Linked DNA regions of Gossypium hirsutum: region 1 is linked to region 2. Evidence: chromatin contacts called from public Hi-C data. All regions are on one chromosome and are shown on one strand. Each heading gives the region's core, a stretch centred on a gene start, on an enhancer-like site or on the middle of the called end of the contact. The rest is flanking DNA. Distances are from core to core; before and after follow the strand shown. Region 1 has its middle 58 kb from the start of LOC107916043. Region 2 has its middle 24 kb from the start of LOC107923692.

Evidence for each region. A called contact is a pair of places that touch in the nucleus more often than the background predicts.
Region 1: a contact with region 2 is called in a Hi-C map of leaf, with 3 times the contacts expected there. The contact joins two enhancer-like sites. A contact is called at or near these places in 5 of 34 Hi-C or Micro-C datasets (hypocotyl and leaf).

What each region holds. Positions count from the first base shown.
Region 1 is chrA12:80,671,279-80,676,683 of Gossypium_hirsutum_v2.1, forward strand. No RefSeq gene overlaps it. Among protein-coding and RNA genes, the nearest start is that of LOC107916043, 58 kb to the left of the region's middle. Within about 2 kb of position 2,858, at least 4 of the 9 cell types and tissues checked have an H3K27ac peak or open chromatin away from gene starts, as enhancers often do. A contact at or near this core is called in leaf, where this site is marked.
Region 2 is chrA12:80,545,635-80,551,209 of Gossypium_hirsutum_v2.1, forward strand. No RefSeq gene overlaps it. Among protein-coding and RNA genes, the nearest start is that of LOC107923692, 24 kb to the right of the region's middle. Within about 2 kb of position 2,662, at least 9 of the 9 cell types and tissues checked have an H3K27ac peak or open chromatin away from gene starts, as enhancers often do. A contact at or near this core is called in leaf, where this site is marked.

The DNA of each region.
Region 1 (5,405 bases), core at 1,608-4,107, 130 kb after region 2:
TCAATTAAATGTGTGTTAAATGTGTGAAAAATGATAAGTAGATCAATTCTATTTATCACTTAATTAATAGTATTTTCAATTAATTCTATTTTTTTTATTTTAATATAATATTTTTCTGTACAAAAATTATGTTTAAAATTTGATTTTGTTTACAATAAGGCAGTGAAATGTTTAAACATTAAGGATAATATGTAGAATAAAATCTTTTTATAATTTAAATTTTATATTTATCAAACAATCTAATTATATTTTGTACCTAATTTTAAGTAATATATCAAATTGATTTTAGGGTTAAATATAAATTAGAATCCAAACTTGTCCACTTCTTCGAGATTGATACTTATAGTTTTTTTTTGCTCAAATTGGTACTCAATTTTTTTTCGTCAACTAAATCGATATTTGAGTCTAATGCCGTTAAGTTTAAGACTTGTTTTAGAATAAGATTATGACACATTGCATAAATGATGTCACGGTCAAGTTATAATCTAAAAAAGATTTAAAAACCCTTTTTTTCTCCCCCAATTTTTCTGTGGTTTTTTTTCCCCTTCTTTTTCTTCTTCTTCTTCCCTTAAACAAAAATATAAAATTCCGTTTCATTCCCTGCACTTTCTCAGTAACCAAACAAAAATACACATCTACCAAAAATACCAAATCTAAAGGAATCAACAATAAAAACAAATTTCAGCGAAATATAAAATATCGGCGATCTCTTAACAGAAGACTCATCTAAAGCATACAATTATCACCTGAAGATCAACTACTCCAATGAAAAAACAAAAGAAACAAACAGATTTCTTTTTCCCACAATAAACGTAAAAACTTCACCATAAAATGAAGGCTCTAAAATCCACTGTAAAAGCTATTCACCAGTTAACAAAGCCAGCTCCCTTTTTTTACCCTAAATCATTGAGTGGGGACTGAGTTTGTGTTTGGGGGTTGTTATAGGGTGCTATAATGGAAGCTAATGGGGTGAATTTGGGGGTTTTGGTGTTGGGGATTGAGGGCTTAATGGGGAGAGAAAAGGGAGGTGAAGATTGGGCATTAATGTTTTGTGGAGGAAGGTTTATTTTTTAATTCTTTGAACTATTGTAGTCATGAAAAGTAATCTAAAAAAAAAAAGGGAAATAATACCCCTTGCTTATTTGCACTTTATGACAACAAATTACCATGATTAAAGCTAAGTAAGGTGAAGAACAACATCAGAAAACTGAACAGGAAGGGAGGTGATTTGTTTTTTTTTTTTTGGTTCAAAAGTCATTGTAATAGTATTTTGAAATTAGATTTTGTTTTTCCTTGAAACGAAGAACACTCTGAAGAAGCCATTTCAAATCTATCAAAATTGATTTTTTTTTGTTTGCAAATTTAAGAAGAAATTTTCACGAGTTGGGTTGAGGGAAGAAGAAGAAGAAAGGGAAAAAAAAAACGGAATGATAGAAAATTGGCGGAGAAAAAAAAGTTTTTTAAAATTTTTTTATATTATGACATCATCATGACATCATTTATACTACGTGTCACAATTTTATTCTGTCACGTGTCTTAAACTTAACAACATTACCGATTTAGTTGATGGAAAAAAATTGGGAACCAATTTTAGGCAAAAAAATATACGTACCAACATGAAAGAAATGGACAAATTTGAGTACTATTTTTATATTTAACTCTAAATTTTATAACTTAAATTTAATATTTAATTTTTCAACATATATTTTTTTTAGCACCAAATCTTTTAGTTTATTAAACACTCTCAAATGTTTTAAGTTGTACTTGAGCCAAACTAAGTTTAATGTGTAAGAAATTCGAGGTTTACTGAAAGTGAGACTTAAATTTTTTTTTACCTCAATCAAGTTTCAATTTTAAACCAGAGCTTGATTCAAGATACAAATAGAACAACTTGTTAAATTATACATAAATACCTAATTAAAAATAGCTTGATTTTCATTTCCAACTTCAGCTCAATTATTTATAATAAAAATGAAACTATAGTTTGAATTTAAATTTTTCAATATTATTAAAAATCTTAATATTGAATTCAACAATGAAATCCAACATAAATAACTTGCGAATAAAGTTATCTACTTTACACCTATAGTCATCAATATTAATTGAATCTAAATGATGTTATGTTGTTTGCCCACTTTCACAATCATCTCTAGTGGGTTAATCCAACTCACAAGCTTAGCCCATTAACGGGTGAGCAAAGGTATGCTTTTTCAAACCCAAAGATTTGGGTCCTCAATTTTAATACATCTACTAAAATTTTATTGATGAATGGATTCATCAGATTGATTGAAATAAAATTAATGAATTATTTGATTCACACATTATTTAAGAATCAAAGAATATTTAAACAGATAATAAATCAATTTAATTATAAAATTCGATAAAAAAAATCATTTGAATTGATAATAATATATTAGGTATATATTTTTTCAAAATTTATTTATAAATTAATACAATATTAACCTTTAACCTTTTAGTCTTATATGTAAATATTAAAATTACATCACTAAGCTAAATGTTTTTCTTGTAAGTAAAAGAATTGATTAAAGCACAGTTAGTCTATGAGTACCGATACTATTAAAAATCGCCCTCAATTAGACAACAATTTCCATTTGGGGCTTGTGTAAACTTGTGAACAACAATTGCTTGTGAGAATCTCATTGCTGCCAGTGCATTGGCAACTTTATTACCCTCACGATAAACATGGAAACTTCAACCTCCCAATCCAATCTTAGCACCATGATTATCCTCTTGTTCAGTGGTAAGATTGGATTGAGAGGCACTCACTCCCAGGTGTCAAAGCCTGTTGGAGTCCCTCCAAGGCTCCTCAAAGCTTTGTTTCCATAACCGAACACGTCCCAATATTCATAGGGAAGCCCACTAGCCAATCTCTATTATTATCCGGATAACACCCCCGGCCATAGTCGCACTTATGCCACTATTTCACTCCCCGTCTGTATTAACCTTAAGCACCCCCTCTTAGCTTTAACTAGCGAACCAGTGACTCAACCCTCTGTTTCACATTACTAACAAGTACCCCATCAGCACTCGCCCTACTGGTCTCAATGGCTAACCAGTTAACTTGTTGCAAGACAGATTCACACTCTACAAAATCTTGATTAAATAGTTTCTTATTGTACCGCTACCATAAGAGGTAGACTAAAAAGCCAAGTCTGATATCCCAATCACTATCCGACTCGGCAAAACGTGATAGAGCAATTATATATGTGAAAGTCCAATCAATAATATTCGTGGTCTGTATCCTCCTCTTCTTCACTACACAGTTGACATATTCTATCATCTCAAATGTCTTTTTACCCGATTCACGCTAGTCAATAGCTTATCAGTCAATCCGAGCATTTTTACCCGCTGTGGACCCTTATAACCCCAAAGTTTCCTCCATTTTTGATCAGCTTGTACCAGAGAGCATCATAAGCCGATCTTGATGAGAAACCCCTTGATGCAGCTGTTAAGAAAAGAGTCAGAAAAAAGGAAAGAAAAACAGAAAGGAGAAGAAAACGAGAGACGAAGAAGAAAACAATTCATTCAAATTTTTGCATACTGAATAACAAGAGCCTAAGCTGTTATATGCAACTTACCATTACAACGGAATTAAAAATTCTGTTAGGTTTGTTAGGCACGCATATCTAAGACCATAAAATGCACCAATTTCACTTAAGTAGCAGACGCCCAACTTACTACTAATTCAAGTTCTTTTCTTGTAATTTTTATGTTTTGAGGTCCCGGGAGTTTGATTTAGCTAACCCAGATACCAATTTGTAAAACTGTTAAAATTTTCTAAAGTTTCCAATACCTGATGAAATTGGAGTTAATTTGTTACATTTTAAGCTTAGAAGTGAAAAATGACTAGTTTGTAAAGTTTAATTGCTAGTTTTTTAACTTAGGGACTAAAGTGCATAAATTTCAAAATTTACGTTAAATTTTTGTAAATATAGATAATAGAGGGATATAGAAGGATGAAATTGGGATCAGTTTCGAAATTGAGGCTCAAATTTGAAAGTTATGGTACTTTTGGTTTTAGGGACTAAATTGAATGAAAGGCAAACCTTTAAAGAACTTTTTAAAAGTGAAATTAAATTGTCATATGCATATAATAAGATGTTATAAGGTATTTAAAATTGATAAACTAAAATGAATTGTCGTATAAATAGGGATTTGCATCAACCAGAGGATAATTGAGGAAAATGCAACATTGCGGATTAATCCTCGATGTTTCATTTGTTGTCGTTTTTACCAAATAAGTTCATATGAAACTTACTAAGTTATTTATTGTAACCTCTCCAATCCGGCCTAGACGTTATGGTCAAATTATTACGATCACATTAGCCACCTGCGTGGCTTAGATACCTTACCATTCTTTGAAAACCTTAGTTACTTGCTCTTTTAAGAAAAATCGCAGTGTACCTTTATTATTCTAGAAAACATTTCATTAATTAAGTCAACGATCCTTAGGTCATGTTATTAGCGTTTGTGTGGTTTATAAAACACATTGCTCGTTATTTCAATCAACAAAACCTCATTATCTTTTATTGTAGGGGAAAACTCAGTTTACATCCGATTTTAACATTAAGCCAAGTATCATGCATTGTCCAATTTCAAAATGTACTTTAAAACCAAAATAACGTGTCGAATATGCATGCATGAAAACCCCAAAACAAAATAAAATCCAAACCACAGTCCAAATAATTTTATAGTCCCAAAACCAATTAAATTTTAAATAAAACTCAAGCGAAATAAGTAATAATTAGTCCGAAGTCCATCATATGTCCTCATGCCGTGTCCAGTCCTAGTCTTAAGCATTACCTGAGATGTTTGAAACTATGGGGTGAGCTAACTAGTTCAGTGTTAGTCTAAATAGTAAGAACATTCAATTATTCATACAAACACCAATCAATAATTTAATACAACGTATCACATAGCATAAAACATTATCTTTTGAGTGTCATGGACATAATGCAATGCATAAATAATCCTACCCAACCATGTGCTACACACCATGAGTTCCCCTGAAGCTATCTACCAAACTCCAAACATTGCGAGCTAGGCTCGATGTGGTTAAACCACCATTATACGTAATACAGTTATACTGTCATTTAAAATGTAATATAATCGTCATTCTTCTCATTACTCCTGGTGCAGTGCATTAACAACATAAATACAGACTTAATATGCCACAATTACTCCATGGTTCTCGTCTATACTCCACAATAGCCCACCCCATGCACATACGATATGTCATACAAATTACTACCAAGAACACATTCCCATTACATTCACATTTCAGTAGCATGTTTTGCATGCCCTCATAATATCATTCACTTTCATCTATAGTAACACTTATCAAGCATTCAATTTCACTATCAATAAGGTCACATTCCAACTGG
Region 2 (5,575 bases), core at 1,412-3,911:
TTTTTTTAAGTGAAGTCATGATTTGGTCTATGAGTAGATTTATTTAGTGATAACTACTAGATAGGGCGAGACTGTTTTTGCCCTTCACCCTTGACATCAACTTGGTAAACCCTTAGCATAACTCGATCCCAACTCAATCCAAAATTAAATATTAATTACCTACCATAAAACTGATCTGAAAAATTAAAGCTTTGCTTGACTCCGACTCGATATGTCATAGCTTTTTAGATCAAAATAGAATTTTTTTTCATTTTTCAACAATACTATTAATTATTTTTTAGGAATAATTATAATATTAATTTATATTGTTGTTGCTATTGCAGCAATTAATAAGACGTAAGCTTGAACATGCTTAAGTGCATGTTTCCTCTAATTTAAGATTGTGAGTGATTATAAGATAAAAGTAGACATTGTATTAAAAAATATATACTAGAGCAAATATTAATATAAATTTCATTATTATATATTTTAAAATAATATTGTATAAGGGGATTTTGAGCAGAGACAATTTTCCTAAATCCAAACCGATCAAAACCCACCCTCCCAAAATCCGATTCCGGAAAAACCCCACTCCTTGTTTAAGTGAAAACCTATTGAAATTTCTTATTTTGTCATCCCCAGGTCTACTACTAAGTATTTTTAGGGTCATACAAAGAATATATTCCCTATTTGTTTCTTATTTCATTTTTTATGTAATAAATTTCCAAAATAAAAATAAAAAGTAATAACATTAACATGAAAAACCTTAAAATGTAACCTGAAAAATAAAATCAACACCATATATTTAAAATATAGAATGATTAACTTAAAAATAACACAAATATAGTTTTTATCATTTCTTCTTTTCCCTCACATTCTCCTTATTTTTCTTATTTACCAACCTGTAAAAAAACAAAAAAAAAAAACACTTGTCAAAGCCTCAAATCATAACAATTACCGTGCATTCATGTATTTACTTTTTATTAATAATTATAGATTATTATATTAATCTTTTATAAAAATTATTAATTATATATTTTTGAAATATTATCTTAGCAACCTTCAATACATAATTTAGTTTATAAAGCTATATTAATATTCTTTGATTCACAAAGATTATAAAGCAAAACATTATTAAGTCTTTATTAATTTTTTTATATAGTTTTAAATTTCTAATTTTAAGAATCTTATCCATTGTGAATTTATATTTAACTCAGTAACTAAAGTTTAGTTTAGTTTTTATATTTTATTTTAATTTTGGTATAATTTAATTTATATATTTTTATAGTATCGTCAATAGATTTAAATTGATAATACTATTAATTTTATTTTTAATAATAGGAGCCATTAAAGTTACATTATTATTTAACATCAAAGTAGGAGCTTTAAAAAAAAAACTCCCTGTCTGAAACTTGGTTGCCCGTGGAGTTTGCGATTGGCTCGAATTCGTCGAGGTCGAATAGTGGAATTGGCCGGGCCACGAAGAAGGTTAGAAGGCATGTGGATCAACTCCCAGAGTCAGAGGATCCTACGGTAGATAGAAATGGTCAAATAGTACTACAAAATCAAATTTGAGGTTTTATTACAAGGAGACGCTAATAGGTGGAGGCGTTAACTTGTCTGAGCATGCTTGAATGGAGGCTGAATTTTAGCTGCAAGTCGGAGACTTTACGACGGAGATGGTGGATGGGATCCCATCAGTTAATTTTTCTGATCGTGTTCACAGTTTTATAGAGAAGAAAATGGAGACCTCTTTAGCGATTAAGTTGCTTGGGAGAAATATTGGGTTCTATACGCTCCTTGACAAGGTGCAAATGTTGTGGAAACCTAAAAATCTCTTTCAACTTATGGATTTAGAGAAGAGTTTTTACCTTGTTCGTTTTCTTGACAAGGTGGATCTAGAAAGTGTGGTTATGGGTGGAGCATAGGTGATTTATGGGCACTACTTATATGTTCAACCATTGACTCCCTCCTTTTCCACTGATAGGGATGTGATTGATAGCCAAGTGGTTTGGATCAGGTTACCTGGGTTCTTAGAATTGCTTTTACTCGAAATGCCTTCTCAAGGCGATAAGACAACTTATTGGCCTAGTGGTTAAAATTGATATGAATACTATGCAGGTAAAAAGAGAGAAGTTTGCTCGTATGGCTGTGAATATTGATCTAAGGAGGCCCTTGATTTAGAAGATTAGAGTTGAGGAACGATTGTAGAAGGTGGAATACGAAGGTTTGCCTAATGTACACTTCAGTTGCAGGTTGTATGGTCATAGTGCGGAGATTTGTCGGGGGGTCCAGTCGAGTTCCTCAGTGGATAAAGTTGAACAGTAGGAACCGGATGTGGTGAAGTTACTGTTCAGAAGTCGGTTGAGGAGGAAAGCTTTGGGCGGTAGATGTTGGTGGAGTGCAGACAACGAGGAAGGAGAAAGGACTCAATAGATAGCCAAAAAGAAAGTGGTTGGAATGTTGATGCGGGTGGATCGTGATTTGCCACTTTTGATTCACCGAATTTGGAAAGAGATCTCAAGATTCAAAGGGATATTACTGATGGACAGCTGGAAAATTTAATGGATTTGGCTCAAAATGCGTAGCCAGGTGTGAGGAGGGATGAAGTAATGGCTAGGGATATAGGAGATAGGGTTTCAGTGGGTAATGGAAAAGGTAAAAAGTAAAGGGAAGGGGATTGATATTGTTAGTGGGCTTAAGGTGGCTCAACAGGCTTTGAAGTCTTCTAATGGCTCTAGTAGGTCGGTGGGTATAGATCATAATGGTTTGTTGGGTACCAATTTTGAGCAAGTTAATGTTCTAAGTTGGATAATGCGAAACATAAGGTTGTCCAGACTTTAGTTTGTGTTAATGTAGAAGGGCCAAGAGGGAAGGAAAATAGGCATTTCATTTTTTGCAGTCGCGGTCTGGGTGATATTAACTCGAAATCTTCCTTAGCTTCTAAACTACGTTTCCAATGGAGTAAACGACCAAATGGGGCGTTGAATGATTCAGGGAATAAGATGGTAGAGGTAGGAGTAGCTGTGGAGGAAATTGTTAGGGTAATTGATAATATAGTTACACACGATAACAGTGATAAACATTTGACTTTGTGCAATAAGAAGATAGATGCAGATTGTGGAGGTACTGTGGTTATTTCCTCATGATTTTTTTTATGTCACTAATGGATATGTTTTGATGCTTTGGTTTATTGTTACTAGCTATGGACACAAAAATTATTTTTTGGAATTATCGAGGAATGGGACATCTTCGGTTCCATAAAATTGTTGCTAAATATAGGTGGGAGTTTAATCCATATATATTTTTTGTGTTTTTAAGACTCGGATAAGTGGTCTTCGAGCAGATGGGATCATTGGTAAGCTAAGGTTTGATAATTCTTTTAAGATAGAAGCTTTGGGTTTTTTAGAAGGATTTGGTTTCTCTGGAATGATACTATTTTAGTCTATATTATGGCTCTCTACCATCAGATGATTATTAGGAGTTCGTGACAGTGTTAGTTCAACTAAATTTCTCTGTTCAGCAGTTTATGTGAGTTCACAAATATCTTCTAAGAGGTTTGTAGCGACGTAAAAATTTTAGCTTTGGTCGCTAATTAGGGTGTTTGATTGAAAGTTTAGAAACTGAGGTTTGATTTTGAAATAAAAGGGAGTCGCCACTGATCCTTTTTCTTAGGTGTGATCGGACACCTATTAGATTTCTTTTTTTAAAAAGAAAGTCGAGTTTAGGTCTACGTCAAAAGCCAAATAAAAATTAGAGTTCGGGAGTCGGTTACGCGCGAGGAAGGTATTAGCACCCTCGCGACGCCCAAAATTGGTATCTTATAAACATGTGTTGTCTTGATTTTCAAAAATGCAAGTTCAATGTAACACTTAGATGTGATCCGATTGAAACATGAGAATTTTTAATCTTTTGATTTTTTAGAAGGACATACCGTTTTAATACGAGTCAATTGATGTTCACCCAACATAGCGATGAAATCGATGACTTGATGTTAAATCGGTACGTTGCCTTGATTATTAAAATCAATTAGAAAACAAGAATTGACTTTCAAAGTAATGCAAAGCAAAACTGATATGGAATAAAAATAAATGAATGAAAGAGCTAGGTATAGATTGAAGTAAATAATCAATGTGATAATAATATTAAAATGATAGAGATATATACGACATTAAGCGCAATACTAGAATTAAACATGAAATAGAAACAATGAATATATATATATAGTGATGATGTTAAGAGTATGTACGTAAAATAGGAATGAAAAAGGTTTACATAATAATACTAATATGGGTACATAATATATACATATATATATATAACATATTTAAAATGAACATATACAATATACGTATATAACAGACATATACTAATAATAGTAAAAATAGCAACAATAAAAGATATATGTACACCAAATAACATATATATATAGGTAGTAATAATGTTAAAGATATATTATATATAGTATTTGAAATATATATAGAATAGTAAAAATATAATTTGTAATGCTAAAATATATATAATATTTACATATATATATAAAATAAATATTGAAGAATGTATGCACATAGGAAATATAAACACCAATAATATTATAAAAGAAAAAAGAAACAAATAATACAAAATATTGAAATGAAATAATGAAAACTACTATATATACATATACACATATATAATGAAATATATAGTAGTATTAATAACAATAATAAGGATTATATAAAAATACATACATGAAATAGCATGAAAAATACATACAATTGATTTAAAATATACATATGCGTATTACAATACATACACAATAATAAAAAATAAAAGTACCAATATACACGTACATTCGATAAAGATATATAGATAAGCACATGTTAATATTAACAATGACAAGAAAAGTGGAGATATATTTATGAAATGGAATAAAACATGTAACTAATAATACTAACAATATATACAAACTATGTATAAAAGCATATACGATACATATGTACATTAGCAATGATAATAATGTGATAGAAAGACAATTATTGACAACATTACATAAAGATATATTTAAAATAAATATATGATAATATTAAGAACACATACATAATATATACGTACTATATATAAATACTATATGTATAATATATTAAAATAGAAACATAATATACGTAGATAAAAAATATATATGCATATTTACAAATGTATGTAATACAATTTTAGGATGTATGCGTAAATGTATATATATATTTAATGAATGCCTAGGTTAATGATATTAAACCATTAATAATACTAAATAACATAATTAGGTTAGTATTAAGTAAAATAAAGATAGTGATAGAATACCAAAAATATAATAATAACATTAATAAAATATATTAATATAAATAATATTGAAATTAAAACAAAATAATGAGGAAAAGTAAAAAAAAAGATGAAAATCGAAACAAACGCAAAGTTAGGGGCGAATTTTAAAAAAAAAATAAAGAAGAAATGACTTATTAGAACACGCGAGAGATGTGAAGGGACCAAAACAGCAATATTACCTTCCCCTCAAAACGCAGCGTATCAGTAGGGACCAAATTGAAAGGCGCTGAAAATTATGGGGCCAAATTGCAAAATC